Linked DNA regions of Sus scrofa: region 2 is linked to region 1. Evidence: chromatin contacts called from public Hi-C data. All regions are on one chromosome and are shown on one strand. The core of a region is the stretch at or near the end of the contact, and the rest is flanking DNA. Distances in the headings are between cores, read along the strand shown.

Region 1 (3,275 bases), core at 472-2,971:
AGCTTGATCTGATTACCATCTCGAATATTGTGCAGTTACCCAGCGATTTCTAGAAGGTCTCAGCTATAGGACCCCTCATCCTGCAAGGAAGCCGAACATGGGAAAATTGAAGTTCCAGAAAGAGGAAAAACAATAAATGCTGGGAAAGGAGATCATTAAACCAGAAACATTTAAAATTTTCTCAAGCAAAGACTTGAATTTCCAGACTGGAAGAGCTTATCAGGAAACACATGTTAATACATATATCCTGATAAAAATTCCTGAATTCCAAGGAGGCATCTTAATAAGCCTCCAAACAGAAGAAGTGGTTATTTGCAAGGAAAAAAAAAAACAAAGACATTTAGCATTGAACTTCTCCTCTACTACATAGGAATTAAGAAGGGAATCGATCATTTACGTGTCCAAAAAAAAGAAAAAGAAAGAAATGCAAGGATCAGAAACATAAAAAAAGGTGTGCTCTGTTGGCAGCAATTACTAGACAAAGGATTATAACCAAACAAACATTAACCAGAACAGAAACTTCAAGAAAGAAGAACACAGGATGAGAGAATTCCTGAGAACATGAACTTTAAAATTAAAGGTGGTCATGTTTGACTAATTTCAGGCTGTTGGAATTTAAGCAAATGAGATGAGCTCAACTTCTGTGTTATCTCTTTTGAAGAAAGATACCTACCCTGGACCTCATCTTTCTCTCTGCTTCATGGCTAAGAAGTGGGGAAAATTAAAGCAAACTTGAAAGGCATGTTGAGAATAAAAGAGTCACTCCACCAACCACAGGCTGAACACATCTTGACTTACTTGTGAGAGAATTAAAATGATAGTATTTGATTCTCCTGTATTTAAGGTCTCTTTGAAACAGCAGCTTACTCAACTACAACTTCTCAGGAAGGTTTCGCTCTAGCTTGGCTCAAGGTTTAGGTACTTTTCTTTAGACTAAACCTTATGAGATTACTGATGTACATTGGATAGTTGCTGACCATAGAAAAATGGCATTTTATGTGGTTCAATCTAATAGTTACAAGTTCACAGTTGAATTCCTGTGTTATAAATTCAAAAGGCTCCTCATACCTCTTTTTGTCCCACTATATTCCTCAAGGAGAAAATAATGAGTCCCTTAGTCAGTTTTATTCTTTCAGGACTGGGGGATCTTTGTAAATCAAGAAATGACTAAACAATGTGATGGAAAGGAGCAATACTATGATTATATTCTGCCAGAGAGTACAAGGAGAGTAAGACTCAGAGGTCTTTTTTTTCCTCATATTTGCTTCAAAGATAGGAGGGTTGTTTTTGTTTGATTGTTTTGTAAATATCTTTGTATTGTCTGTTTTTTCCATTTGTTCTGCTCATGTGAATTTTTTTCCATGTATATTTGCTCATTTTTGATTATATGGATGCTTTTCTTTTTGAAAATTTTTGACAATTTTTAAGTCTGAGATGAAAGTAGATTCTTCCAGAAAGTATTCAGTATTGTTCCTACCAAGTAATGGAGAATACTACCAATCATTTTAATGATTAAAGAATCATTTAAAGTTAAATTCAGTTTCAGCTGTGTATGATAATACCGGTAGTATTAACTGGTGCTGCAGATCCATGATAGAGATGATGCATGGTTACAACTTCTCAGGAAGGTTTCCCTCTAGTTTGGCTCAGGGTTTAGGCACATTTCTTTGAATTCTTCTGGGAGTAAACAGGAAAGGGGATAGCTTAATTCCTCTTCATTCTTATTCAGAGGATACAACTTTTGGCTGCTTCCACTTGAGGACTGGACTGCCCCTGACTCTCCACTCTAGGCAGATACTGAGCCTTGAATTTAGCCCTTTATGTCCCAGTACAGACCTCAAAACTGAAGGTCAAGTTTGCCTCATTCAGCAAAGGCCTTCAAGGATAAAAGTGGCTTCAGTCATTGTCTTACTGCTCTAGGTTCTTGCTTTTGGCTAGAAGTTGTCCTGAGAAGTCTTCTTATGTTTTTGATTATTTGATTTTGTAATGATGTAAATATATATGTGTGTGCATGTGTGTATTTATATATATATATAAACATATATATATATGTATATATATAACTTGTTACTTGTTTTCAGTGGGAGTATTTGCTCAAATACCTTTCAGTCATAACTAGAAAATAAGGGCATCAATAAATGTAAAACTAAATATTTTCAATATTAAATTTACAAAAGTATTGAGGGATCTGTCATATCCATCTCTAACTTACCCATTTCTCCTGCCTCCACCCTTCTTCCCATCATGTTATTTATATCCTGGAATTTATATAGGGACTGATGAGCCAATTTGAATCGTGCACATAGTGCTCAAATTCCTGTATAGAACACTTAAAGCTCAATGGCTGTTGATTTCCAGACATTTATTTGGTACTTGAATATCTCTGCTCTGCATCAAGATACTCCTTAACTTGATATCAAAATATCTCTAAAAATGTGTTCTAAATACGTTTTGTTTGATGATTAAAATCTTTCAAAGACAGGAATTTGATAAAATGTCTGAAGTAATTATAACAGGAAGAATAAAAAAATGAGTAGATATCTTAAGACATAAATATGAAAGAAAATGAGGATCCTCTCCTCCAGAGTATGTAGTACAAAGTTAAAATATTAGTCAATGATTAGGAATGCAAAACAATCCCAGTCCTTCTATGAGTATAATGTGAAGTTGTAGCATTTGCAAGTCCTGTTTCTTTTCTTTCTTATTCTTCCTTTGAGAATAGGAAAGAATTTACAAACCAAATTCTTCATACATGATATCTTCTTCATGGACTCTTAAAAGTATTGGCACCCTAGACACAAAATGTACCATAAGACATTCCTTTGTATTTTTCATAGTTTCATGGGAAGGAACTTATGCAAATTATAGTCACAGACAAAACATATCCTGGTGACATCATGATTTCACTGAAAACTTTCCAACACTGAAAAAATATGTTTCTTCCATCCTTACCCTCCCCCTCTGGTAGCAACAGGCACATCCAGCTGTTGTTTTTAGAGAAGGGCGTCTATTGAAGCACCACCCTGTTTTTGCTGGTCTCATCCTTCAGCGTATTTGCAGAGTGCAAAATCAGTTCCTCATGTTATGGTCATTGTTGGAGTTCTTTGTTCTATAACTCCTTTCTGATTAAGAGTTTCAAGAAGTTATTAAAAATAACAAACAAATGTTATTAAGGGATACACATATTCTTGCTTGCCATCGTGATGAAATTCTAAACAGTTGCAAGCTGTTATAAAAATGAATGTATAATTAAAATCATAAGCCAAATAAATTAA
Region 2 (3,131 bases), core at 12-2,511, 150 kb after region 1:
ATCCTGTTTACTTGGCTCGTCCTCAGATGATTTGGCTGTGGTGTATCAGTGCATTACTGACAGCTGGGAATTTCTCCAGTGGAACATGCCTTTCCTATGACAAACATCCAAATAGCAGTGGGAACACGTGTCTGCCCACCGTGTCCATACAAAACAGCACAGTTCCTCCAAATGCAGAGCATGTTGGGTGCTCGGGTTTTGTTGGAAAACCTCTGAGGGGCCCCCAGTGACCTTTAGAGGCTGCATGAGATAATACATTCTTGGACCCCTATTTCCGGACGGCTTTGGGCAAGGTCAGGATGGCAAATATCCCACTTCCACAATATCAGATGTTACGGTAATTCCTTTTAGCTAATGTGTAAGAGCAAAGGAATGCCTTCAAACCTCATCTAGGCCCTGTGGAATCTGTTGAAAATGCATGACAGCTGTGGGCTTTGGCGAGGCTGTCTGTGAATGTATGAGATTTGGAAACAATTCAAAGCTAGAAATAACTGTACAACTCATAACCCTGCACCACGGCTTGCTCTCTCCCTCTCTCTCTCTCTTCCCATCACTCATTTCACACACGCTGTAGCTGGGTCACCATCTCATCCTCATGACTTTCATGCATTCTTCATGGCCGGGAACTGTGGGTAACATCCTCCCCGAATAAACACAGATGTGAAAAGAAGAAAGAAACAGGGGCGGGGGTCAGAGCAACAGAATGATTTTAATAAGGCACAAGAACAGGAAATTGAGAAAGAGCCTTTTTTTTTTTAATATCCAATTGGGAGTTGCGAAGCAGCAGCAAACTCACTTGTTTAAAAGCCCATCTGCAGTTAGAATCATCATCGAGCTTTCCAGTGATTTATAGAGGCTCTCATTTTCTTAAACCTGCGTTATTTTTAAAGGCTGTGACTATTTACACTGAGCTTTGGGGACTTTTACATGCATTTTCTGCCCCTCACCGTTCACTCTCACAACGAGAGTTTGCACTTCATGCTGTTGAGAAGCGTAGGATGATGGGGAAAGGACATAGGAGAAACGGGGTCCACTTCAAAACATTTCTAAAATCAAATGATGATTATCCAAATACCTCACTGATTCTGACGTCAAAATTCCTACTCTTATCATTTTGACTTAAATGTCATCCCACGATTTAAAAACATTCTGCAACCTGACTTATAAACAATGCATCCTAGGAAACACCGGCTCCTCTCCCATGACTTCTGCTGCTGCTAAGGACAGTTCAGTTGGCCTCCACACCCATGGGCAGATTGGTTCCAGGACCTCTGCAGATGCCCAAGTCCCTTACATAAAATGCTGTAGCAGTGGGCTCCATCTCCACAGATTCTGGTTGGCCGACTACAGATGTGGAAATCACGGTTCCGGAGGGCTGAGTGTATGTTTAAAATATGACCTCTTGGCACAATCAGGTTATTCTCATACAGTTTTTCCTTTCTAGCTAACCCTGGCTTTGACACACATGGTGGCTGTGTGTCAGTCATTAATAACACAAACTCTTAAACAGCCCAAAACAAACTGCACATTATCATTATCCATAGTTTGGCCAAGGTAACCCCCCCCAAGATGGAGGCTTTAAAAGTAAGGAATTAGTTCTCCAGTTAATAATATCTCATCAATATCCTAAAATGAAACAAAACCACGCATAACATATTTAAAAATAACTTAGGGCACGGAAAATAAGGTAAAGGGGGAAAAACAATTCCTACTGAGGGCATGAAAAACAATGTAAAGGGGAGAAAACAATTCCTACTGAGAATGGGCTGGATGCTGTCAAGCACCTCATCAGCCAGCTGGATCTATTTAAGTGTTCAGAAGTGGAGAAAAAAATTACTGGGGCTATCCATGCACAAAAACTAACACCTAACTTGAAGAATAGATTCCCAAAGAAACTCACTGGGGGACACAGATGCTTGCTTGGGGGCATTTACTCTTATATTAAGATCAATTCTAACAAGCTGGGTTATTTGGATTCCCAGGCCACAATGGATTAGAAACAGCACATTAAAGAAAGACAGTGCTCTGGTGGAGGAAAATGCACTGGCAGCTACCAGGAGCACAGCTGGCCAGGGAAAAGAACACCAAGATTCCCTATTGTGGCTTAATGGTAACAAATCCGACTATGATACAGGTTCGATCCCTGGCCTCGCTCAGTGGGTTAAGGATCCTGTGTTGCCAAGAGCTGAGGTATAGGTCACAGATGTGGCTTGGATCTGGCTTTGCTGTGGCTACAGCGTAGGCCAGCAGCTGCAGTTCTGATTCGACTCGTAGCCTGGGAACTTCCATATGCCTTGGGCGTTGCCCTTGAAAATAACTTCAGGAGTTTTCTACCAGAAAAGAAAACCAGAGACAGATTCTGCTTCTATCCTTTAATACCTAAGAATGGAAAATTGGGAAGATATTACTCTATACACACACATATACGCACTCACACACATACACTAACACATGCAACACTCCACACCAGTGACAGGAAGGGCTAAAAGGAGGAGTGTGCCTTCCATGTCAGTTTCACAGAGGGAAATTCATACAGTGATTTAGGCAAGTGAGTGACTAGGCAAGACTGAGGAGAGAGGGACATTTCTTGTGTAGAGCACTTATGGACAGTCAGCAAAAGGTAGAAATGCTTAGGGATTAGTTGTCTGAATGGAAAGAGAGCACTTGTCATCCTGACTCTCTTGTCTAGATGTCACATAACCTCTTCATAGCACTGAAATCCCCATGCCTCTTCATGACCATCAGGCAATACACGAGCCTAGCTCTCATCATGTATCTATGACTCTACCTGCTTGTAAACTCCTGCTGGAAATCCCCCAGTGGACACCAGCACCACACCCCCTTCTCCTAACTACCCTTTGCATTCGTTTCCTAGGGCTGCCATAACAAATGACCACTAACTGGATGGCTTAATACAACAGAAATCTCTCCTCACATGATTCTAGAGGCTGAAGGTCACAAATCAGGTGTCAGCAGGGTCCTGGATTCTGAAGACCCTAGAGGAGGAGCTTGCCTCCCCTCTTTCAGTCTCCCGTGAGTACAGGTGTTCCTTGATTGTAACAGTGTAACTTCAGTCTCTGCCTCCATCTTCATATGCCCGACTTCTCTGTGTCTGTGTATCTCTCCTCTTT

What was found. Hi-C and Micro-C count contacts between places; a contact is called where the count stands out from the background.
Region 2: a Hi-C map of retroperitoneal adipose tissue shows a contact between it and region 1, with 2.3 times the contacts expected there. The contact joins two enhancer-like sites. A contact is called at or near these places in 2 of 47 Hi-C or Micro-C datasets (heart right ventricle and retroperitoneal adipose tissue) and 1 of 2 datasets of contacts at active chromatin or transcription factors (skeletal muscle).

What each region holds. Positions count from the first base shown.
Region 1 is chr8:100,370,945-100,374,219 of Sscrofa11.1, forward strand. No RefSeq gene overlaps it. Among named protein-coding and RNA genes, the nearest start is that of SPRY1, 490 kb to the right of the region's middle. Within about 2 kb of position 1,722, at least 9 of the 83 cell types and tissues checked have an H3K27ac peak or open chromatin away from gene starts, as enhancers often do. A contact at or near this core is called in retroperitoneal adipose tissue, where this site is marked.
Region 2 is chr8:100,523,995-100,527,125 of Sscrofa11.1, forward strand. It overlaps a transcript of SPRY1 not described here. Among named protein-coding and RNA genes, the nearest start is that of SPRY1, 340 kb to the right of the region's middle. Within about 2 kb of position 1,262, at least 32 of the 83 cell types and tissues checked have an H3K27ac peak or open chromatin away from gene starts, as enhancers often do. A contact at or near this core is called in retroperitoneal adipose tissue, where this site is marked.